4 separate regions of the Zea mays genome follow, and all the other regions are linked to region 1. Evidence: chromatin contacts called from public Hi-C data. All regions are on one chromosome and are shown on one strand. The core of a region is the stretch at or near the end of the contact, and the rest is flanking DNA. Distances in the headings are between cores, read along the strand shown. Region 1 holds the start of LOC100382465. Region 2 holds the start of LOC100191305. Region 3 holds the start of LOC100192942 (exo70 exocyst complex subunit family protein). Region 4 holds the start of LOC541683 (terminal ear1).

Region 1 (5,880 bases), core at 2,191-4,690:
ATCGACCGAGGCAGATACTGACTAGGAGCAGAGAGCAGCGGAGATGGTGAAGATTCCGAGCCCCAGGAGGCTGTTCAGGAGCCGGTCCAGGAGCACCACCATCATCGGCGGCGGCGGCGCGGACATCTGCGCCATGGTCGCCGAGCACGAGAGGATCGAGTGGGAGGTGCGGCCCGGCGGGATGCTGGTGCAGAAGCGGCGCTCGACGGAGGACGACGCGGCGGCGGCCGTGGAGTACATCCTGGTGAGAGTCTCCACCACCGGGTGGCAGTGGCACGACGTCTCCATCGACGCCACCGCAACCTTCGGTACGTCCGCCGTCGTCCTTCTGTACTGTACTGCATTGCGTTGCGTTGCGTGCTGCCTGCAATCTGCATGCTCTCCATTGTCCCTGCTGCTGCTCCCTCTGCGACCATATCCCTCTGTTCGCTAAGCTGCGTCTGATGATGATGATCCAACAACCCAATGCAGGCGACCTGAAGGTGATGCTGTCGCTGGCGACCGGGCTGTGGCCCAGGGAGCAGAGGCTGCTGTACAGGGGCAAGGAGAGGGACGACTGCGAGCACCTGCACATGGTGGGGGTCCAGGACAAGGACAAGGTGCTGCTCCTGGAGGACCCGGCCGTCAAGGAGAGGAAGCTCAGGTCAACCACCTTGGCGCAGCTCATGGGCGTGCCCTGTCACTCCTTCATCCAAGTGTAGAGAGAAACCCCCGGGGAATATTTCTTGCCATTTTTCTCCCGTCTCGTCGTCGTCGTTCTCCAATTTGCCTGCGTGAGCGAAGGGTTTCAGTCCAGTCTAACCGCGTTTGTTCAGAGCCTGCTGAGTTCCATCTCAGGGCTTGAATTCGGCCAATCGAATCAAGACAGTCGCAAACGATAGGATATAAAGATGATGGATACATGGCGTAAATTACTGTGAACGGGTACGTAATGTCATCCCAGTGCCAGTGTGCGTGAGCCAGTAGTTCTTTGGTTCCTTGCTCTGTATATATTCTCTCTTTTTTTTTCTTCCTGAGATCAGCAAAACAGTTCGGAATTCAATAGATGCTGCTGTAAATCCCTTGTCTTTTTTCCACGGAATGCAGCCCCCTTTTCTAGTACGTACGTACGTACCAGTATCCCCGCCGTTTTTTCTTTCTCTCCATCAGCTTGGCATGGAGTACTGATGGATCAAGAAACGATAGTGCGGTTGCTCGGATTTCAGTTCCGACGTACTACTTGCGTACACATGCTGTTTTATGTCGCGATTGACAAGCCCGAGCGGCAGCAGGTTTACGGCTACCGAACACGTAGAAAACTGCCAGCTTGCGCTGAAACCGCAGAGGCTGGAGTGGACAGAAACCTGCTCTAGACAAAGCTGCCCCTACCCACCAGCAAACCACTACTTAACAAAATCCTCGCAGAATCAGAGGACCGGTTGGTACTATTATTATCGGGGAAAAGAAAAGGACGCGATCTGTGCTAAAGGGATTTTTCTTTTTCTTTTCTGCACTTGGAGGATCGACATTGCAATTTGCAAAAGCAAATTTATGTGATAGGACGACAGCTGATAGCACGGAGAAACAAGTCGTCGCTTTCAAGTGCTGATCTGTTGCTAAGTTTGGTTTACGAGGCAGTTGCACTGGTTCGACCGTGCATTGAGAGCATCTCCAACAATGCCTCAAACTAGTGCCTTAAATTGAAATATGTGGCTCTATACAGGAAAAACTACTCCAACAGTGCCCTATTTCATAAATTTTTATCAAAAAACTATAGGGCACCCTCTCAAGTGACTCAAATATACTACACCGTAGTGGGCTGCCCTATAATCTAGATTTGGGGCTTTACTGTTGGAGCGAAGTGTTTTGTTGGTGCCCTAAATTTTATAAAATATACTTATTTTCAAATTATAGGACATTTTTATAGGTCACGTTGTTGGAGATGCTCTGAGTAAAATGGGAACCGTGTGACACTGTTCGTAGAGGGAAATTTAAAATAAAGGATAGGATAGAGGATGTGAATGGGATGTGGGAGACAGCTTTAAGGCCGTGAATCCGTGATTACTCTACTATGATGACCCGTAGGGCGCAGATCAATGTCCGACAACAACCTGTCTGTGACTGGGAGGGTTAACAAGCAAACAGTACATGTGCCCTTCAAGTCGCAGGTGACCTATGCCAAGAAAAGCATCGAGGTCCTACGGTTACCAGACGTGTAGCGACCGCCAGCCTGCGCTGAACTGCAAAGTCTGAGCAAAAAGCTTTGCTTTTTTATTCTTTTGCAAGTTGTCAACCGCGTACCTGAACTTTTTAAAAAGTGATCGAGCCGGAGCCAGCGGTCTGTGCACTATGAATCTCTGGCGACGCTGAGTACAAACAAAAAAAAGGTTCAGTCGTAGTTCTCACTCGTCAGTCGCGAAGCAAAGGCTGCTGTTTCTACCGTGCCCCGACTCCTTTTCCCGGTGCCGCTTTACAGTTCCCACGAGCACGCAACCGGCGTGTCAGTAGTCAGACCCCTGAGACGACCATGGATGGCTCGGCCTTGGCGGTAACAAGTCAACGTCTGTGGATCGTATCTATTCGACTTACCACCGAGTAACCGATCACCCATTCAAGATACCGTGTGGTTTACGCGCCCTGAGGCTCTGATGAAGCAGAGCAGGCCCAGGCCCCGGGCCACAGACAGGGACACGAAATCTAACTCGTGTTTATCCACCCGGCCGGCTCCGGGGGGGGGGGGGGGGGGGGGGGGGGGGGGGGGGGGGGGGACCAGTCTCCCCTGAACTCGTGCCGTAAAGGGTGTGCCGGATTGAATGCCGTCAGACCCACTCAAACTCTCGATGCACCTCGGGGCGCCGCCGGCATGGCTCGTTCAGTCGTGCCGATCCACGGCGCATGTGCCGAAACCGAGCGGAATCAGGTGGAATTCTCGCGCGCCCGGGAGTTGCCATCTCTCTCATCCCAGTCGGTCAGTCGCCACGCCGCGCGGCTTATCCGAACGGGCGGGCCGGCGGGGGCAAGCCACTGCGCCCGCTCGCGCGCGGCAGGTCGGCAGCCACATTTCCGCTCTGTGCCAGTGCCTGAGTTCTCACGGAGGAGCCAACGGGATTGCGCGCGCGTATCTGTTTCTGGTGTCCGCCGCCGATGGCATGACCTTTCCTATGTTACTATAGACATGTTTGGTTTGTGGCTAAATGTGCCACACTTTGCCTAAGGTTAGTCATCCAAATTGAATAACTAACCTTAGACAAAAAAGTTAGGCAAAGTGTGGCAATTGAGGTAAGGAACCAAACATGCCCACGTCAAGTCGGCAGCGAGAAGGCCAAGTTTGTGTCGTTGTGTTGTGTGTGACCACAGATACAGATAGAACATGTTGGTGTTGCTGCTGCAGCGTCAGCTGCTCGCTACATGTACATGCACGATAGGCTGCCGAACGTAATCCCTACGCTGTATGGGCCGGCTCCTGGTTGCCTTTGGGCCTTTCCGACTCCATCAGATCTACGGGCTCTTTTATTGGGCCTTAAAAGAAATCATTGATATCTGTATTCAGCCTTGCAACAGTCCCGGCCCACAATGCGACATCGCTGCTGCTCGCTTCGCGGGGCCGTCCCACTCCGTCCTCGGGCGGACCTCCGGTCACTCGAGCGATGGCGGAGATCGCCGGCGACGAGGCCCCAACGGTTCCTCCTCCACATCCTCATATCTCCGGAGACCAGTGTACCTCTACTCCTGCCTCTACCGGTAGCAGCAAGCCGCCGTTGCGCACGACGAAGCCCGGCGTGAAGCGCCTCATCCTCACCGCCTCCGTCCTCCTCTCCTTTCTCCTCGGTACTACCCCACGACCTCCACTTGGAGCCATGGCTAGTGCTTGTTACTCATCTCCGTATAACTCGCTCGCATCTATGTATGTCTCTTTTAAGGACTGCCCTTCCTGCTTAAATCTACCGAGATCCATCATTCGCTGATCCCTTCGGACGCAATTACGGCACTCGCCCACCGCCTCGGCTCCACTCCGCCCTCCTTCCCATGCGGCCTCCACGCGGTCTTCCTCTGGTAGGTTCCCGGTGGCTTTGATGCCTCCCTCTCTCGTCGCCTTGAGCGATCGATTTCGGCCCAGCTCCAGCTCTTCCCTGCCACCTCTACTGCCAGTAATGTCTCGGTATCAGTCACCGTTGAGTCGGCTGGAGCAGCTCCAGCAGCAGCAGCAGCGTTGGGGGGTCAGGTTGGCAGTGTGGCACTGTCACCAGTGCAGACCTAGCGGTTGGCGATGAGGTGTTCCATGAATTGCTGCACTCAGACTATCTTCAGTGATTACCCCTAAATTTCTCCCTCTATATCCCACTCACGTACCACGTCAGCGTTCTCTCTCCCTATATCTCCACTCTGTACAGCGGTTCCCTCTAAATCTTTCCTCTATACCCTACTACAACCATAAAATATTATTTTCTATACCTACTTTTTACCTCCTATCAATTTTTCATCTACTAATAATTAGAAGTGGGTTCACGTGAACAGTGTTTGGAGGGGGAGAGAGAAGCTTGCTAGGGAGAACCTCCGCGTAGGGCGCCTGCTAGAGTGAAAAGTTGAGCCTATATCGTGTGTACTGTAGTCGTTGTATTTGGCGTGTGAGAGCGGCAGCAGGAAGACGGTCTCAGCTTTACAAAGCAGCAGAGGGCATGGGTCTACGGTTTACACTGTTGTGGTTGTGGAAGTTGGTGATGCAAAGAGTTGTCGTTGGGAAGCACCGGCATGCTTGGGTGGTTGGAAAGGCTAACGAGATTAAGAGCATGTTTGTTTCAGCTTATAGATTATATAATCTGAATTATAATTTAAATTATACAATTTAGATTATAATCTAGATATATTATAATTTATATGTAGTTGTTTGGTAGTTTAGATTATACAAATGTAGATTATTCACAAAGACAACAATACCTTTATTTGTTTATTTGAGGTGAGAAAAAAGGATGGTATATATTGTAATTTCTATTAACATAACCATGGGTAGTGGCCTTTTTGCCAAAATAATCTTAAATAAGCTACTCTTGAAGAGATTATGATATTATCATAATCTGGGGTTTAGATTATATAATCTGAACATATAATTTAGGTGTTTGTTTACCTACTGTATTATTTACGCTGGATTATATAATCTGGAGAGATTATAATCTGAAACAAACACGGTCTAGGTTGTTTCAGTTATTGGCAAGGTAAGCATGCCCCGTATTTAGGAGGGCGGACGACGCACTTGTGATTTGTGAGGACAGTGGGTCGATCAACAAAAATTAGGAGAGTTTTGTGAAAAATATGATACGGCCATTGAAATTAATGTTTAAATATAGTAGAGAATAGAGATAGATAAGAGATAGAGAGTAGCTACCATTGACATACACAAGCGTAAGCCACGTAAACACACACACAAAACAACCACATATACGCCTTCTCGTAGGAAAAAAACTGTCCAAAAATGTCAAACCGCTGTCTGTAAGGCTATTCGCAATGGAGGTTTCATGGGGTGTTTCATGTATTAATTAGCCTGCCACATCAGCTATTTTGATGACATGTCACATCATTTAAGAAGGGAGAGTTTCATGGAGTTTCATGGGGATGAAACCATGTTAACTCGTTTCCAAGATCTTGGAAACTGTGTGAAACCTCCACTGAGAGTGTTTTGTTTCATCTTCATATAATTGAGTAAATCCTATTGGTTATTTATATACAACATTTAAGAAGTATGTTGACATATGAAATAGTGAGATGAAACTCTCTATTGAGAAAGGGTATTTCATTCATCCATAAATCTGATGTGGCATTTTTGGAAACAGAGACATGAAATCCCCATTGTGAGTAGCCTAAGCGGAAAAACGCGGAACGGTCCCGCTGCGGCTCTCCCGCTGCCGT
Region 2 (5,880 bases), core at 1,397-3,896, 470 kb after region 1:
CATTTTTGGTGAGGCAATGGGGTTAAAGGGCCAAGAATCATCCTGTTTTGGTGCTTAATGTCAAAGGGGGAGAAATTAAGACCAAAGCAAATGCACATGAGACTTTGGTGGACATACTTTACACATAACTAATAAAGTTTAAAAATATTAAAAATTCGTATATATTCTTTCCACCCTAATCTAATTATATACAAAATTTTAAATTCAAATTCGTTATACTTAAGTTTTAATATTAAAGAGAACATTCTAGTCATTTTTCTAATTTAAATTTATCAGAAATTTTATCTTTTTTATTGCAGCTAAAGTATAACGAAACTGAATCTTAAATTTTGTATATAATTATATTAGGGTGGAAAGAATATATATAATTTTTCAGGTTTTTTTGTAAACTTTGTTAGATACTTAGATGTACATCAATGTCTCATGTTCTCGAGAAGAAAACACCCGGAGACGTAAATATATGAGTGAAAACCCGACACAAAACGACGTTTTTATCATCCAAGATATTGGTTGATCACTAATAAGATGTTTTAGATTCTGTATTTAACAATTTATGACTAAAATAGAATAAAAATAAAGGAACTAAAAAATCATTCTCAAGAAAAACCAAACATCTCTTAAAGTGATTCATAAGGTCTTGTTAGGTTATTCATATTCAATGTAGATTAGATGGGATTAGAAAAAATAATAAAAGATTTTAACTTGTTTAGGATTTAAACATATCTAATTACAACTAATCTATATAGATTGAGAGCAAAACTAACAAGGCATTATAAGGATGTGACTAGTGTGGCTCCAGCGCGTCGTTGTCTCTGGCAGTAGCAGTCGATTCTCTGTAGCGCACTGTGGACGGAAGAGGCGGAGCGGTGCAGGCAGGTGCCGGAGTAATACCTCCTCCAAGGGGCAAACACACATGACACACACCACGCTCGTGTGATGCGAAACGGCGAATGACAGGTGGGAAGCCAGCCCATGCCGCCATGCCTGCCTGGTCGGTAAACGGAGTGATCAAACATCTGGAGAGAGATCGGTCGATTTCAGGTGGTAACGATGCAACCAGTCCGCCCCAGCAAGACACATCTAGACTCTAGAGGAGAGGAGAGGAGAGACGGTACGTAGATGGAAAGCCTGGGAACGCGGGAAGAGCTCTAGATGTGTCGTCGACGCACGTTGCGTTGGGCCCCGCTGGGTTTGGCTACGCAAAATAAGGCTGCGCAAAGTAGGCACATTCTTGGAGACCCTACACTCCTACAGGCTGTGCTGTGTCTGTGTGCACAACCTCAGCTCGCAATCGCAAGGGGAACGACAGCTACTGAGAGTACGTACGTACTGACTGCCGGACTTGGCGTATTAGCGCTATACAAGGAAACGGGTGATGCTATTTGCCTAACCAAGACCAAGATAGTAATATTCCGCGGCGCTTTTGCGACCGACGATGATGACATGTTCGATCTTTTGCCTCCTGGGACACGTGAAGAACCAAAAGGCAAAAAAGTGCGCGCTAATATAATCACAAGTGCATGCCCATCGATCCGCCGGCCCCCTCGACCGAGCTATTGTTTTTTTTTTTGACTGCTAGCTCGCTTTGTGTCCACTGACATTTGCATTTGCAAGTGACGCAAACAGACAACCGCTCCAAGGTCAGTGTAGCAGTAATAATAAAGAAGAGATAAGAGAGACTCGCTGCTGGTTGCAGGTTGCAGCAGCCCAGTCGCCACGTCCGACATGCATGCATGTGGCTCAGCCAAACCCCGGCAGAAGCAGAAGGCACAGCATCATCCACTTGCGCTCCCACACCCGGTCCGGTGGGAGGTAAACTAATCGCCGCCACGTCGGACGGCTTAATCCTACTGCGAGTAGAGCGTAGGCCCGCCGCTCGTAGCGGCTGAGGCTGAGCTGTTACCTGGCTGTGCTTTTTTTCGGCCTGCCTGGCCCATGCCGGCGAACCGATCAGGCCTCTGCATGGGGGCCACGGACGCGCCACGTCGGCCGTGGGGAAGCCACATGTGGCGCTTCCTCGTTCCAAAGGCCGTGTTGCCCTCTGCCGGCTGCCGCCTCCTTGACTCCTTGTGCTCGCGACCCCTCGACCTCGCTTCTCCTCGCGGCGGGTGGTCCTGGCCGGGTCCATCAGACTTCAGACGGTCTTCTTGCCCGTGACCCCGCCCCCTCCATTAATTGAAAATTTTCGATATCGGGCATAGCAAACTTGGTTCCCGTGTCAGTATAACTTTTTTTTACCCCCTAACAAAAAGACTACCGCTTCATTCGAAAAGAAAAGGAAGTTTCTGTACAGCGATAAAAAGTGCATTCCAGCGACACAACTACGCAGGTGCTGAAACGTTCCTAGGCAAACACGTTCGTTTGTGATCCACCGTGCCGGTCGTTTTTAACAGCGGGGTGGTAACAAGGAAGTGACGAGCAACCCGAACCCGACGAGGAGGTGGCAACTGGCGGAGGTCGTTTCTGATAATCGCATTCCCCCCTGCCTGCGGGACTAGGCTGCAAGTCTGGAAACGTGGGACGGCCACATCTCCCGTTGTCCGGGCCGCCCAGGCCTGAGCCGGCTTTTCCCTCCCTCCCCCCTGGCCCCCTCTCTCTATAAAAGCGTTCAAACGCCTGCAGGGCTGCGGCAATTGGCCTGGCTACCCAGACAAGAGCACGCAACGCAAGCAACTGCGACGTCTCCCGCCCCCGCCGCGCCCCGGACCTTTTCCGCAGATATTTTTTTTATCCCCCCACGCCCCCGGCTCGTTCCCTTCCATTCCACCACCTCTCGCCAGACAACGAGATGTGCGAGGCACCGCGGCTCGGCAACCGCGCCGGCGCCGGCGACCCGGCCGCCGCCGACGTCGACGTCGTCACGACGGGCGGGCGCCGGAGGATCCCCGCGCATTCCTCTGTCCTGGTAAGCGTCCGATCCCTTTTTCCCCCCCTCCTTGGCGCATTGCTCCGTTCGGCCGTCCCGTCCGGGTCGTCTAGCAGTCGTCTGACGGGAGCTGTGTCCGTCTCTGTTTCCGCGCGCGCTAGGCCTCGGCGTCGCCGGTGCTCGGCAGCATCCTGGAGCGTCGCCTGCGGAAGGACAGGGAGAGCGGCAAGCCCGGGCGGTCCGTCGTCCGGATCCGCGGCGTCACCGACGACGCCGCCGCGGCCTTCGTCCGCCTCCTCTACGCCGGCAGGTAACGCCCGTGGGCACCGTGCGTGCCTGTCTGTCTCCCTTTCAATTCCCCGGTCGCGCGCGCTCAGCCATGGCGGCCTCCTTGTTGCTAGTCTTGTTTTCGCACATGTTAGTTCCTCGCGAGGCTGCGGCCGCCTGGTCCCCGGCCTGGGGCTGGACAAGCCAGTGCGGCACACGATTATTAGCAAGGACTAATCCTGCGTTATTCTAAACGCACGAGGAGGGGAAACATGGCGCGCGTGTGTGCTCCACCCACACGTTAACTGCCCGGAAGATCAACCTTTATTCTTAGACATCATCCAGAAGCGTTTTTATATTGAAAAAAAGTATTCTAGTACTTTTTTATTCTTTATTTATCTCGAGTCCATCTGTACGTTTCCTTCTTTAACAGTATATACACACAGTATAAACCTGAAATTCGAGGTGTCCAACGTTCTAGGAATGGCAAGAAGCAAGTCCATGACCACGCGCTAGCTTCAACAATCGATTTTAAAACTTTGAGTAGGTACCAAATCCAACCAAACCGATCGAGCTCCCCCGTAGTAGGAAAACCTTGCACCCAAATTAAGCATTCCCCGGACACTATATCTACTATAAACTACGGATCGAAATGCATTTGAACAGCGGTTCCGGACACTATCTAGCGCTTGTCGGCTCAACGAGCCAATCCCGTGATATTTTTTTTTTGCCGCACCATCCAATCACCGAGCCGGGTCAGGTCGCAAATCAAATGGGGCTCTCGTTGGTTTGGGTTGGCCAACTGGCTGCCTCACCATCATCTGTCAGACTGTCACGTCCCGGGTTGGCGCGGCGGCAGGTCGCAGCCACGTCGCCCGCCGAACCCCTCTTACAACCAGAGCCACACACACACCCCGCGCCGGTCTGCCAAGTGCCCAAACCCCCGTAGCGGACGCCAAAAAATCTCGTGGCTTTCCCAGCGGCGAATAGGACGGCGACGGAGGGCAAAAAAAAAAGATAAAGCTAAAGCGAGGTAAAAAAAGCGTTACAACCTTTTTAAGTTATTATTATTATTATTATTTCCCCGCCGCTAGGCTGCCTGGTTGGTGTGGGTGTGGCACTGTGGGTTGTGTGGGTGGCACCTGCCCGGTTGGACCTGCACGACCCCGCGCTCTCAGCCGACGTGCGCGTCATCGCGTAGCGCACGACTGGGCCGGGCCGAGCCGTCGCTGTCGCGGGGACGGCCGGCGCCGGGACGCAACGCACCGGCGGACCACTCTCGCCCACGGCTGCTATCATTCATTGTGGTGTTGCTTACCGTGGATTGGAAAATTCTTCGGCCGACGTGGCTACATGCGGATTCCGAGAAAACGACCGCCCGAGCGATCGCAGCCTCGCGCCCTGGGCAAATGTTCTTTCTTGTGGAACCCGTCGAAGGTTCTTCTACCACACTAGTACACTACTACCTGACTACCAGGTCGAAGTGCTATACAACTAGTACGGCATACGATTCGTCCACCACACTAGCGCATGTTCTTGTGGCTCACAGGAACTTGTCAGGTTCTAACTAAACAGTGTCTGCAACGCTGTCCGTGCTTAACAATTTGTTAGATTTTGGATGATGACGAACGATCATGTGCTTAACACGACAGCAAAAACCCGTCTGGGCAGGTGCGGCGAGGATGAGGATGACGACATGGAGGAGCACGCGGTGCAGGTGCTGGTGCTGGCGCACGCGTACCAGGTGCCGTGGCTGAAGCGGGCGTGCGAGGGCGCCATCGGCGCGCGCCTCACCGCGGACTCGGTGGTGGACGTGCTGCAGCTGGCCGGCCTCTGCGACGCGCCGCGCCTGCACCTGCGCTGCGCCAGGCTGCTGGCCAAGGAGTTCGCGGCCGTGGAGCGCACCGAGGCCTGGCGCTTCCTGCAGGAGAACGACCCCTGGCAGGAGCTCCACGTCCTGCAGCGCCTGCACGAGGCCGACATGGTACGCACGCTTTTTTTTCTTCTTCCATGGATTGCTACCGGACCGGACCGGACCGGACCACGGTCGGTCGATGTAAATCTGACTGACACATGCTTGCACGCACCGCACCGAATGGAAGTGCGAGTGCGAAGAAATTATCATGCATGCATGCATGATGGCGCACGCCGGCGGGGTGGGGTGGGCACTGGGGAGCATGCTTTCTTTACCGTCAAGCTTTTGTTCCAGGAAACGGTGGACATGGTCGGACCTCCGTGTCGCGTTCGTGCGCGTACGGCGTACGAACGACATGACGCCAGTGTTCTTTTCTATGTGGTTGGTGCGTCTGTTTGGGCCGGCCCGTCCACGCCGAATGGTCGGGCGAATGTTCGCATCTCTCCGACCTCTTACCTTTCCGACTCTGTTTTGATTTTACACGTTTTCATCTGGCTGGGGGTAGACAAATCGTGAGACCAAGTAATTTGTGCCTTGGTTTGACCAAAGTTAGCAGAAATCTTGGCGGCTACTCCATCAGTTCCATCTACAAACATTCTTCGTAGGGCTTCAAAAGTCCAGCGGAGAACGTTTCACCAATAATAACGTTTGTTGGAAACAACAGTTCCACGATGCACGTTTTTTTTTGTGTACCGACGACCGACCCAGCCTCTTAGCTAAAGCACTGACCCGATGCGCGCTCGGTTCCTTCCTGGACATGCAGCGGCGGCGCAAGTGGCGGCGGAAGCGCGCGGAGCAGCGCGTGTACATGGAGCTGAGCGAGGCCATGGAC
Region 3 (5,880 bases), core at 1,115-3,614, 390 kb before region 1:
TGGCCGCGGTCCCTACTCTACAACCGAAAGAGCCCAAGTGCGTTCGACGCCGTAAGTAGGCGTCAAATCTGCGACGCCTCTAACAGGCCCTCCGGCGAGGTCTGACTCTGATTCGACGGAGGCACAACCCATGGAGGTTGCGGATGTCGAGTGTCAGAGTGTGTTGAAGAGCAAGAGATCGTCGTAGATTTTAAATTTAGATCATGAACTCTTCCGTAAATAATAACTACAAATGTGCTTGTGTGTATAGAGTATAAAGCATAAAACTACGTGCGTTCTGTTGGCTAGGTAGATATAAATTTATATTATCTATACTACTCTATTAAGTTAGTAACGTCAGCGTCCACACTACCGTGCCCCCGCCTGCCCTCGCCCCATCCGCGCGCCCTTCACCACCCCTCCGCGACCGCCCCTCCCCACGCCGCCGCCCCCGCCCCTGAGATTGCCGCACGCCGTGGCTGGAGTTCCGCGCCCCCTACACCCTCCCGCACGATATCACCGCCGATCTGTCCTGCCAGGAGGTCCTGACCCCGCCACCTAGATGCCTGCGTGCACGCCACCGATTTTGCCTGCCTGAACTCCCCACTGCCCCTATTTCTTCTCCCCCCGCTCTCGATCTCAATCGCGGCCCTCGTACCACAGTCGACCTCCAGATCCTCTGCCATCGATTTGTGGCCGCCAACACGCTGAGGGGGCGGGGAGGGTGGGCATGGACAAAAACTACAAATGTGCTTGTGTGTATAGAGTATAAAGCATAAAACTACGTGTGTTCTGTTGGCTAGGTAGATATAAATTTATATTATACTCTACTAAGAACCTAATATGGGCACCTGCAGCTACCACGACTTCACTCTCCGTACTGACACTCCGGATCCGCCCTACGCGTCCGTCTCGGCGTCGTGTCCTATGGGTCCCATGCCGAGCGTTCACGCGGCGCTCTTTCAGCTACTGCCCTGTGGACCTCCAGCAGCCACGCAACCAGCTTCTGCATCTGCCCAGCACCCGACCCTACCACATCGCGTAAAAATAATGCAAATCGAGCACTCGAATCCACGCCCCTTGCTCCAAAAATTTAAGGCTAACCACCATACCGCACGTACCTTAATGTTTAGAAATAAACAATAATTATATTTGAATAAGTATCCCAATACATATTTATATGATATATAAAAACCGTAGCAAAGCACGAGCAACTGTCTAGTGTGAGTTTGAAGCTAAGAACCATGGTTTGAATTCTCGTATGTGCATAGCTTTAGCTTTTTTTACTATTTAAATGTGCGGGAGAACGAAACAATTCTCCATTTCTTTTCCAAAATGGTGTAAACACGAGAGATATGAAACGACAGTGGATGATCTTTTTTCTTACTGTTATTATTCATGATGAGAGGATACATATCTATTATATAGAAAATTAGAGCTCCTCATAGATACATTTGGCATTGTTCCATACAACCTCTCATAGGGTTTATTAACACTTCCTTTTAGATGAATGTTATGACTAACTCATGCCTCGCCAAACTCAAATAGAGAGTTAAATAGAGAGTAAAAAAATAAAGAGTATCTTGGAGACGCTCTAACTACTAGCTCTAACACATTCAAACAGCCTCTAAGTCTAAATTTAATTAACTTATCTATTTGGATGTCTCTAGCTAATTTAGTAATTAGCTCTAACACATTCAAACCGTCTCTAAGTCTAAATTTAATACTCATAATTGATATTTATATATTTGACGTGACAATAGTTAGGAACTAGAATTATAAGTCGTGAGTTGAGAACGCCTCCCTGGGTGGGGCTGAGTTGAACGAACGGTTAACTAATCTGACCTAATTTGTATGTTCTAGTATTGATCTAAATCTGTATGTATTGAGGTGGATTGGAGCAGATTGTCTGCGTTTGTCATGCGTCTGGTTAATTAGGGCAAAGCCGACAACCTCGACTTCAAATCCAATCAGCCTGAACACGGCGGGGGATCTTCAAATCCAATCAGCCTGAACACGGCGGGGATGAGCCGGGACGCGAGGCGATCTTTAAAAAAAAATAAGGTGGTGTTTGGCTCACCCAAAACATAACGTAAATAGATTATATAGGGTAACAGATAATAATACTTTTATTTGGTTAAATTCATTCAAATATACTAGATACTACTATTCAATATAATTATAACTTGTAACCATTATCCGCGCCAAGAGATCTCATCCGAACTAAACAGCACATGCGGAGTTGACACCGGGGGCAGGGAGAGTCAAGTTCGGTGTTGTTACCTACTTTTTGGTGTCTACCTCCGTCCGTCTGCACTAGGCGACCTGAAAACTCAGTAATGCTAGTTAACCTCTCCAGTATCTCCTTCTCGGATATTGAATCACACACGGCAACGCCGCAACGCGCAGCGGACTCGGGTCCTCGCACTCGCAATCAAGCATGGGGGCCGCCGTTGGGAAGCCAGCTTTCGGTGTCGCCGTCGCGCCGAAGACGCAGGCGGAGGAGCGGCTCGCCCTCGCGGAGCACGCCCTGCTCCAGTGGACTCGCTCACCCGGCGCCGACTCGGGCATCTGGGACGCCGGGGCGAGCTACACCAACAGAGGCCTCCTGGCGGCGGTCGACGAGGTGCTCCTCCTGGCGGCGGAGAACCCTTTCCCGCTCCCGGAGGCCGCCTCCGCGCGCCGCCGCCTGGACAGCGCCGTCGGCGCCGCCGCGTCGCGCATGGTGGAGGAGTTCCTGCGCGTCAGGGTCTGGAACGCCTCCCTGCTGCGCGGCGCCGTCCACAGGCTCTCGCTCGCCTCCACTAACCAATCACGGCTGATCTTCCCCAGCGCCCGCGAAAGGAACAGCTCGGCGGGCACCGGCGGGGTGGTCGACGCGTCCGACGGGAGCCGGTCGAGGGCGAGCTCGAGCGTGCCTCACGAGGTCGCGGCCCTCTTGGACACCGAGGTCTGGGACGACCTCGATCTCATCTGCCCCGCAGGCGTGTCCGTCCTTCACGAGATCGCGCTTCGGGTCGTTCGTGCCGGATGCACCGAGGTACTCTTCCGGGCGTTCGCCAACGCTCCCTGCGATGTGCTAGACAGGTAACTTCGACGCTTCTGGTTTCTCTGGCTTCCTGCTGGTGAATGGATTTCCATGCTCGGATGTGACTGAGTGACGACGATCACGGTGCAGTTTCTTGTCAATTCTTCGGGTCGAATGCTCGCAGCAGACGACTGAGGCCGTGATCAAGCGGTGGACGACGGTGACGGAGATCATAGGGAAGGCCATGGTCGCCATGCGGAGGCAGCTGTACGCGCAGAACCCAGGCGCCTTCGACGGTTTCAGGGACGAATACTTGCTGGCCATCGCGGAGAACCGCATCCTGATCCTGCTCGACTTCGCCAACGGATTCACCAGCATCACGTCGCACGAGAAGCTCGTGTACATGCTCGGCATGTACGAGGCTCTCACCGACGCCGCTCCCAGCCTCCTGCTCCTCCTCAGCGGCGCGCGCAAGGAGGCCATCTCGGAGCGGACACAAGGTATCCTCACGAAACTGGCCGGCGCGGTGAGGATCATGGTCAGCGGCGCCATAGCCAAGATCCAAGGCGACTCACTGTTCCCGCACACGCCGAGCGCCGCAGGTGGCGTCCACCCGCTGACACGCGACGCCATGACCTGCGTCGAGCTGCTGGCGAGGCACCGCACCACGCTCGATCTGATCCTCGCGGGCGCCGACGAGCGCGGCTCCCTCGCCGGCGTCGTCTCGGACCTGATCGCGGGCCTGGAACGCAACCTCCAGAGGAGATTCGCTGTCGCCTGCGCGGACGCAGGGGGCTCGCGGCACCTCTTCCTGGCGAACAACATCAGCTTCGTGCTGAGCCGCGTCGCGGACAACGACGGCGTGGCTTCCCTGCTCGGGGACGCGTGGGCGGCGCGGCGCCGGAGCCGGGTCGAGCAGCACGTAGCGAGCTACGCCGCGTCGTCGTGGGGCCCCGTCGTCGCTCTCCTGGACACGACCGCGTGTGGCAGAGGCAAGTCGGCGAAAGTTCTGGCGGAGTTCAACGCGGCGTTTAACAGATCGCGCGACAGCGAGATGTGCCGCGAGGTCCCGGACCCCGTGCTCCGAGCGGTGCTGCGGAACGCCGTGTCGGAGATGGTGGTCCCTGCTTACTGCGCGTTCCTGCAGAAGCAACCCAAGCTTGGGAAATCTGCCAGGTACACGGCAGATGATCTGGTCGAGTTGCTATCGGAGTTGTTCGAAGGGGAATCCACGGATGGCATCAAAATCTAGCTTTCAACTTTGCCAAACTGAGAACGCTTGACTTCTGTAACACTACAAAAAAAAGTTCCATTTCTTCATTGATAGCAGCAGTGGTAGCAGTCAGACTTCTTTTTTTAGCATGCACGGATAATCTGAATATTCCATTGTAATAAAAAAAAGAAAAGGGGACAATCTGGACATGAAAATGTGCCAGAAAGCATCGACATTTCCTTGTTAACAGAAGTCTACATACATTCTTATTTCGGGATTGAAGGAAAAAGATGGGACACAGAAGCCTAAGATACGATAGATAAGGTCAACATTCTGGGTGCGTATTGGGCACGCGCACTTGGAGTTGGAATGAGAGTTCAGAGTTACCGCTGAGTTCGAACTCGCAGGTGTCACCTTCCTTGATTCTGTTCTCCCTGCAGACGTCAACCCAGCCAGTGATGATGCCGTTGAACCTCGGGGTGCATTGGTAGAGCACAGGCCAGAGTCTCATGCGTGGGTCCTTGAGCATCACAACCTTCCTCCCATGTTTCTTCGTTCTTGGAATGACCGGCAGTCGGCCGGGAATCTCCTGTACAAAGAAAAATCTTTCAGAACTATGGTCCATAACGGTGAGCTCAGATCAGTCAGGGTTACTCACAAGCCATGTTTGCCCTGGTGCAGGCACAGCGATGCAGAATTTGGTGATGTTTTCTGTGAGCGCGAGAAGACCACCAGATTCAGAGGTTCCGCTGTGGGTGGATTCAGAGCCAGTTCCTGCAAGTTGTGCTGAAACGCGTGAACTGAGTGCTGTGCGGCAGGTACAGGTGCGAAACTAACATCCATCCAGTTCATTCAAGGCTCTAAATTCTCGGAGAGTCATAAATCATGATGAACACTGCAATACCAGTTCCCAGAGGATTCCGCGTGAGTTCAGGAGATTCACGAGGCTTTGCATTTCTCGACGTGATTTCAGTAGGATGCTGTCGTCCTACCCCATCCTGCATGCTACATTGTCCACCTTGTGGTTTATCCTGCTTCGTCGTCATGAAAGAATCTGCTGCAACAAACGCTGAATCTTTGTGGTGACTCTAAAAACCCATGCAAACACAGAGGGGAACCAAAAAAAAAGTGTACGTGTAAATTCAGAAACAAAGGTTTGGAAAATAGTACTGACATTCTTTATGTGCAGCTTGCTTGTTGATGATAAGGAGGGAACTATTGCCTCTATCCTGACTACAGCTGCTTAATCCACATTCATTAGGATGCATTTCAGCGCCAGCTCGAGGAGAAGGGCTATCCTCTCCAAACGACGGCGGCTCCTTAGCGGGCAACGCGTTGATGTCTATATCATGAAACGAGGAGTCACAGAAATACGATGCTCCCGTTTCTAGTGCATCAGCCTTCTCTTTGTTGTTTTCGGTACATGGTCCTGCTTCTGGAACCAGAGAACAATGGCCATCTCCCATGGAAGAAAGGTGGTTCTGTGGGGTATCCAGCTCCTCAAGGCAACTGAATCCCGAGTTTTGGCCAGTAGTGGTGCCTTCCATGTTCAGACCAACAGAAAACGGTTCTGGGTTACACATGTCACTTCCAAATTCGTACGTATCAGCCGACAGAAATATATCGTCTATGCTCACTTCATTCAGATCCATCATAGCAA
Region 4 (5,880 bases), core at 1,265-3,764, 270 kb after region 1:
TGTTCACTGTCCGGTGCGCCTTCTGGCGCTGCTCTGACTCTGCGCGCGCTGTCCGCGCATTGTCCACGTTCACTGTTCACTTTTGCAGACGACCGTTGGCGCAGTAGCCGTTGCTCCGCATGGCACACTAGAGAGTCCGGTGCTACACCGGACAGTCCAGTGAATTATAGCAGAGTGGCTCTCCAAAAACCTGAAGCTGAGCAGTTCAGAGTTGATCTCCCTGGTGCACCGGACACTGTCCGGTGGTGCACCGGATAGTCCGGTGCGCCAGACCAGGGCAACCTTCGGTTTCTTTTGCTCCTTTCTTTTTGAACCCTATCTTGGACTTTTTATTAGTTTGTGTTTGAACCTTTGGCACCTGTAGAACTTATAATCTAGAGCAAACTAGTTAGTCCAATTATTTGTGTTGGGCAATTCAACCACCAAAATCATTTAGGAAAAGGTTTTACCCTATTTCCCTTTCATGCATGTCTTGGTAATTCATTAAAAATGGGACCGGTCGCCGTTGGCCCGGACGGTCCGTGCTCATGTGCGGATGGTCCGGACATGCGTAGATCGACGAATTTATCACCGATGTGTGGAGGAGGTTGCGGTTGCCCAGGGCATGTGTCTATCGACATCCCATAAAGGGGTTATAACTGGTCGTGACAACCTGTAGCCGATGAATTACACGTGTTTTCCCCAAATTCATCCTCGCGCGAAGGAAAATTTGCAACAGTAGATTTATCAAACGCACGTACTAGCCTCCTATAATCATTTTGCATACCCCCTATGATATTTTGCATTTGTTCTCGCTGTTCATCTACATAATTTTTAAGAGATTATAGCTCGTTTGTGTTGCTTACCTCGGGGTAGTCGTGGTAGGTCGAAGTGAAGTCAGATCCGTCGCCAGTTGTCGAACGACCTTGTTATTCCTGTCCACCTTGAAGTTGGCCAGGAACTTTGCCTTTGCCTCTTGGATCAGCTGCTCCTTGTGCTCCTCGAACTGGAGCTGTTCGTCAGCCGGCAAGGTTTCCCAAGTCGACTCTATGATATTGCTGGGGGAGACTTCAGAACTATCCCTTGAATCGGCCATTGAGGGCCGATTTGATGGGTCTATATGTGTCGTCCCCAGCGGGGTCACCAAAAAGTGTGTTGGCGCTTTTTCTGAGTGCCAATCACTGCGTGAGAACCGGCGGCGGTGCTCACTGCACAGGCGCGGACGGTCCGCGGCCAGGGGCCGGACGGTCTGCGACCTGGCGCAGGGCTTAGGGTTTCCTGCTTGACGGTCGGACGATCCGCGCCTATAGGCCGGACGGTCCGCACGTGTGCAGGGGCAGCGAAGGTCGTCGGTGGCGCCTGGATCTCGCTCCCGGGAGGGACCCCGTCGGGGAGGAGAGATCCTAGGTGTTGTCTAGGCTTGGCAGGCCGACCTAGACTCCTATCGATATAGAGTCGAAGAGAAGCGGAGAATTTGGGGATTGGAAGGCTAAACTAGAACTACTCCTAAATATACAAGAAATAAATACGAGATAAACTGGTATTGATTCGATTGATGGTGTTTAATCGGTCGTATTCCTCTGTATTTATAGAGGAGGGGGGCTGGACCCGTTACAAACATATTTTTCGAGCTAATTCTGTGAATCTAGCCAACAACTATAGCAAGAAACTCAGAATTCTAACTGGTTCTGCGCGCGCAAACCGTCCGACCCTTTATTTGATGCTCACCAGAACCCTGTCTTACCAATGTATTGAAATTGATTTATGGTGAAGATAGAAATCTAAAGTTGTAATTCTTAAAATAAAGCACTCCTAAACAGAACATTAATCTTTATAATTGATATTCGAATATTTTAGTCCGGTAACCGAACGCCCAGTAATTTGAAGAATATGGTCTTTATTTGTAGCCGGCGGCATCTCGAAAAGCTAGATCTAACTCCGAAAACAAACACGCAAAATCTACCGGAAAAATCTCCCCAGCAAAGAAGCAGACGTGGGGCCTGTCATGTACGCACGGGGCATGACTCGTGCAAGAGCAACAAGTGCTGTCGTTGCAGAGGATCCGAGCTAAAACAATCCAGCACACGGCCACTCTCGTCTCTCCTCTTCCTCCTCTTCCCTCCGTACCGCCCGCCCTTCACCTCCTCGACTCTTCTCCACCGCCCCCTCCCTCCTCGCGTCTCTCTCCCCCTTTGTCCCTGTAGAGCTCCAAATAAAACCCCACCGGTTTTCTTTTCCCGCGGCAATTACCATAAAAAGAGCTCCCAATCTCTCTCCTCTCTCCGGCCCCTCTCTCTCGTTTCTGGCAGCAGTGGTGCGGTACTACCACCGCTCTCACTCCACACACACACACCGAGTATACGGCTAAGCAGGAGAGAGAACGGGAGAGTGAGACTGAGACGGGGTCCCAAGTACAATTCTCGCCTGGTTCTTGATCGAAGGCATGATCAAGAATCACCAGAAAGTTCTAGATCTTTAGACGGCAGTCTTCCTTGGACTCCTCGGTTTCTTTTGTTCTGAGCTCTAGCCATGGAGGGTGGGGGAGGGAGTGGAATGGGTGGGTTCCCGGAAGCCACGGGTAACCTTCTCGATGCCGCAGCTCAGGAGTTCCACCCTACGGTCTGTGCCCCCTATCCTCTACAGCCGCTTCCGCAACAGCTATACTGCCCCCACCCATATCCAGCCATGCCGGTGCCTCCGCCGCCGCAAATAGCCATGTTACAGCCAGTGCCTCCGATGGCGATGGCCATGGCGCCGCAGCCGGGGTACACCTTGCCAACGACGACGCCGGTGGTCAATGGCCCGTCGAGCCGCGTCGTGGTGCTGGGCCTTGTCCCGCCGCACGCGCAGGAGGCCGACGTGGCGCAGGCGATGGCGCCATTCGGCGCGATCCGCTCGGTCGACGCGTGCGCGGTGGCGTCCGAGGGCGTGGCCACCGTCCATTTCTTCGACATCCGCGCCGCCGAGCTCGCCTTGACCTGTGTCCGCGAGCAGCACATGCGCCAGCAGAGCCGCCTCGGGCAGCTCTACGCGGCGGCCGCCGTAGCCCCGGCGTGGGCTCCTGCACCGACGCCCCAGGCCTGGGACTGGCCCCACCCCAACGACGACGGCCGCGGCCTCGTCCTCGGGCACGCCGTGTGGGCCCACTTCGCCACCGGCGCCGACGACGGCGACAACCGCGGCTCCCTGGTGGTCCTGAGCCCCCTGCCCGGCGTCTCGGTCGCTGACCTCCGCCAAGTCTTCCAGGCCTTCGGTACGCGCCACCGACCGAGCCGACCAACCAGGCATTTCGTTTTCCCACGCTCGTTTCTTGTGTTTCCCGCAGCAATTGTATTGGCCCGTCCTCGTGTTCGCAGGGGACTTGAAGGATGTGAGGGAGTCGGCGCAGCGGCCCAGCCACAAGTTCGTGGACTTCTTCGACACGCGCGACGCCGCGCGCGCGCTCGCCGAGCTCAACGGCCAGGAGCTTTTCGGCCGCCGCCTCGTCGTCGAGTTCACGCGCCCTTCCGGCCCCGGGCCCCGCAGGTAAACAACAACGCAATTTCAGTCAGCTAGCCTTCCCATCACCCTGTGGGCGGCTGAATTTTTGCCGTGTGCCTGTCGGTCCTAGGCGCGGGTACGCACCCCACCAGCACCGGCCCACCGCGCCGACTCCGCCGAGGCTTCAAGCGACGTGGCGACCGTCCCAACCGACGTCGTCTCAGCCGCCGGCATCCTCGTCGTCGTCCGGTTCCGTAAGGGCGAGGGAAGGAGTGGTGCTTCTGAGGAGGAGCTCCTGTAAGTCTAGCGCGGGCAGCGACCAGTCGTCCAAGGGAGGCAATGCCGGAACGAGCCATGAGCGCAAGACCAAGGGCGGCAAGATCGTGGTGGCGGCGGCGGCGGCATCCTCGTCGACCCCGACAGCGTCCGGGAAGCAAACCCAGAAAGGCGTCGGGAGCAGCGGCGGCGGGAGCTGGAAAGGACGAAAGAGCGGGTGGGAGGCGCGCTTCCTGTTCAAGGAGCCCGAGGCCGGCGGCGGCGCCGACACGCAAGCAACGCCGGCTTCGGAGATGGATACGAGGACCACCGTCATGATCAGGAACATACCGAACAAGTACAGGTATCCCTGCCAATCTCCACGTTTGTTGCAACAATGCTATATTTCATGGGCGACGCACAGAATTGCGATTCTGCTAGCTGATGCCCGAGGCGTTTGGGTCGCAGCCAGAAGCTGCTGCTCAACATGCTGGACAACCACTGCATCCAATCCAACGAGTGGATCGTGGCGAGCGGCGAGGAGCAGCCCTTCTCCGCCTACGATTTCGTCTACCTCCCCATAGATTTCAAGTGAGTTGCGCGCTCGGCTTCCTTCTCACATAATTGCATTTAGCTGTTCGCATTGACTTATATTTTATGGTGCCCAATGCAAGAACACACACAAGCTTCCCAGCCTGAATTCGGTTGTTTTCCTGGGAATTTGTTGCCTTGAATAATGGTTGGAGTGGGAAATGTGGGCGGGGGGGTGGGAGGCGAGGAGCTGGCTGTGGAAGCGTGAGCTTCAGGATCGAGGTATCTTATCTTTGGGTGGGTAGAGTACAGTGCAGCAGGCATAGATGGGCTATGGCGTTACTAGCCCAAATGGAAATAAATTTGGCAGCGGCAAGCAAGACCATGCCAGATCCTTCTCGTTTTGATGCCCCCCCATGGATTCTTTGGTTGCATGCGCGCATCTGCTGGCTGCTGCTGCCGCTGCCGATGGCGAGGGAGCCGGCCTGCCTTCCTTTCTCGCGGCTGCTGCCGCCCCTGGGATCGCCTCCCTGCCTGCCTTTCTTGCTTTGCACAGCCGTGCACTTCCATAACGAGGCCAACACATACAAAAGGTGCGGCACCGATGGGGTTGTAGTGTTGAGACTAGACAGTAGAGATAGACGCTTAGCTATGGAGATGGAGCTGTGAAAAAAAAAGAGTTGCATGAGTATGAAAAGGGGGAAAAAGTCAGCACTTTCGTTCTAAAGAGAAAATTTGAACTTCAGATCAAAGTAGTTTTCTATATGCAAACAAAATGTATGCTTTCAAGTTTGCTTATTTAAAGCACTTGCTTTTATATATACCGCCGGCAGCTTTTCTCTTGCACGAAGCAAGTTTGAGAAAAGACCTATCAATGCCCAATGACGAGAGGACATTAGTGGCTGTCAAAAGGCATGCAGCTTCAAACATACTCATGTGTAAAGCAGCTGCAGCATAATGCCAAAGTTTTTTTTTGATTGCAAGTCTTTTTAGTTATTGTTCCTCCATGCCATTACCATTCTGAATTTCTTGCCCTTGCATGAAATGAGAATTTTTCTTCCTTATGCAAAAATGAAAAAAAACAAAAAAATGCAGCAACAAGTGTAATGTGGGCTACGGCTTCGTCAACCTGACATCGCCGGAGGCTGCCGTGCGGCTGTACAAGGCGTTCCACAAGCAGCCATGGGAGGTGTACAACTCGCGCAAGATCTGCCAAGTGACATACGCGCGCGTACAAGTACGTACTCCACTCCTGCAGCTGCCCTTCTCCTACATCTACATCCGTCGAAGACATTTTAATGCTACGTACGTACTTATTGCTCACATGTCAATGTTACAATTGTGCGGCGGCGCAGGGCCTGGAAGCGCTGAAGGAGCACTTCAAGAACTCCAAGTTCCCGTGCGACAGCGACGAGTACCTGCCCGTGGCGTTCTCGCCGGCGCGCGACGGCAAGGAGCTTACGGATCCAGTGCCCATCGTGGGCCGCTCGCCCGCGGCGTCGTCCGCGTCGTCGCCTCCCAAGAGCCGGGCGGCTAGCGTGGACCGGCTTGGGCAGGAGCTGATGCCGGCGCCGTCGTCATCCGCGGACGGCGCGTCGTCGACCACTACGTCCACCCACGCGCCGTCCGAACACG

The links. Hi-C and Micro-C count contacts between places; a contact is called where the count stands out from the background.
Region 2: a contact with region 1 is called in a Hi-C map of leaf mesophyll, with 2.3 times the contacts expected there. The contact joins the promoter of LOC100191305 here to the promoter of LOC100382465 in region 1. A contact is called at or near these places in 5 of 25 Hi-C or Micro-C datasets (bundle sheath, ear, endosperm and 2 more).
Region 3: a Hi-C map of endosperm shows a contact between it and region 1, with 4 times the contacts expected there. The contact joins the promoter of LOC100192942 here to the promoter of LOC100382465 in region 1. A contact is called at or near these places in 7 of 25 Hi-C or Micro-C datasets (bundle sheath, ear, endosperm and 3 more).
Region 4: a Hi-C map of tassel shows a contact between it and region 1, with 4 times the contacts expected there. The contact joins the promoter of LOC541683 here to the promoter of LOC100382465 in region 1. A contact is called at or near these places in 2 of 25 Hi-C or Micro-C datasets (ear and tassel).

The regions. Positions count from the first base shown.
Region 1 is chr3:170,134,939-170,140,818 of Zm-B73-REFERENCE-NAM-5.0, reverse strand. LOC100382465 reads left to right here and starts at 3,440. Exons shown (of 1, transcript NM_001175205.1): 1 at 3,440-4,751. The coding sequence starts at 3,627. The coding sequence ends at 3,944. It overlaps LOC100281281 (BCL-2 binding anthanogene-1), which reads left to right. Exons shown (of 2, transcript NM_001159457.2): 1 at 1-308; 2 at 472-976. The coding sequence starts at 44. The coding sequence ends at 701. It also overlaps the pseudogene LOC103650870.
Region 2 is chr3:169,660,309-169,666,188 of Zm-B73-REFERENCE-NAM-5.0, reverse strand. It overlaps LOC100191305, which reads left to right and starts at 2,646. Exons shown (of 5, transcript NM_001136739.1): 1 at 2,646-2,905; 2 at 3,028-3,176; 3 at 4,805-5,117; 4 at 5,812-5,880. The coding sequence starts at 2,789.
Region 3 is chr3:170,523,843-170,529,722 of Zm-B73-REFERENCE-NAM-5.0, reverse strand. It overlaps LOC100192942 (exo70 exocyst complex subunit family protein), which reads left to right and starts at 2,364. Exons shown (of 2, transcript NM_001138123.1): 1 at 2,364-3,066; 2 at 3,158-4,465. The coding sequence starts at 2,420. The coding sequence ends at 4,259. LOC103650873 (B3 domain-containing protein Os01g0905400) reads right to left here. Exons shown (of 5, transcript XM_008676464.3): 2 at 5,395-5,880; 3 at 5,125-5,277; 4 at 4,879-4,994; 5 at 4,378-4,809. The coding sequence ends at 4,546.
Region 4 is chr3:169,868,507-169,874,386 of Zm-B73-REFERENCE-NAM-5.0, reverse strand. LOC541683 (terminal ear1) reads left to right here and starts at 2,514. Exons shown (of 6, transcript NM_001111433.1): 1 at 2,514-3,232; 2 at 3,336-3,504; 3 at 3,590-4,078; 4 at 4,183-4,305; 5 at 5,341-5,482; 6 at 5,601-5,880. The coding sequence starts at 2,533.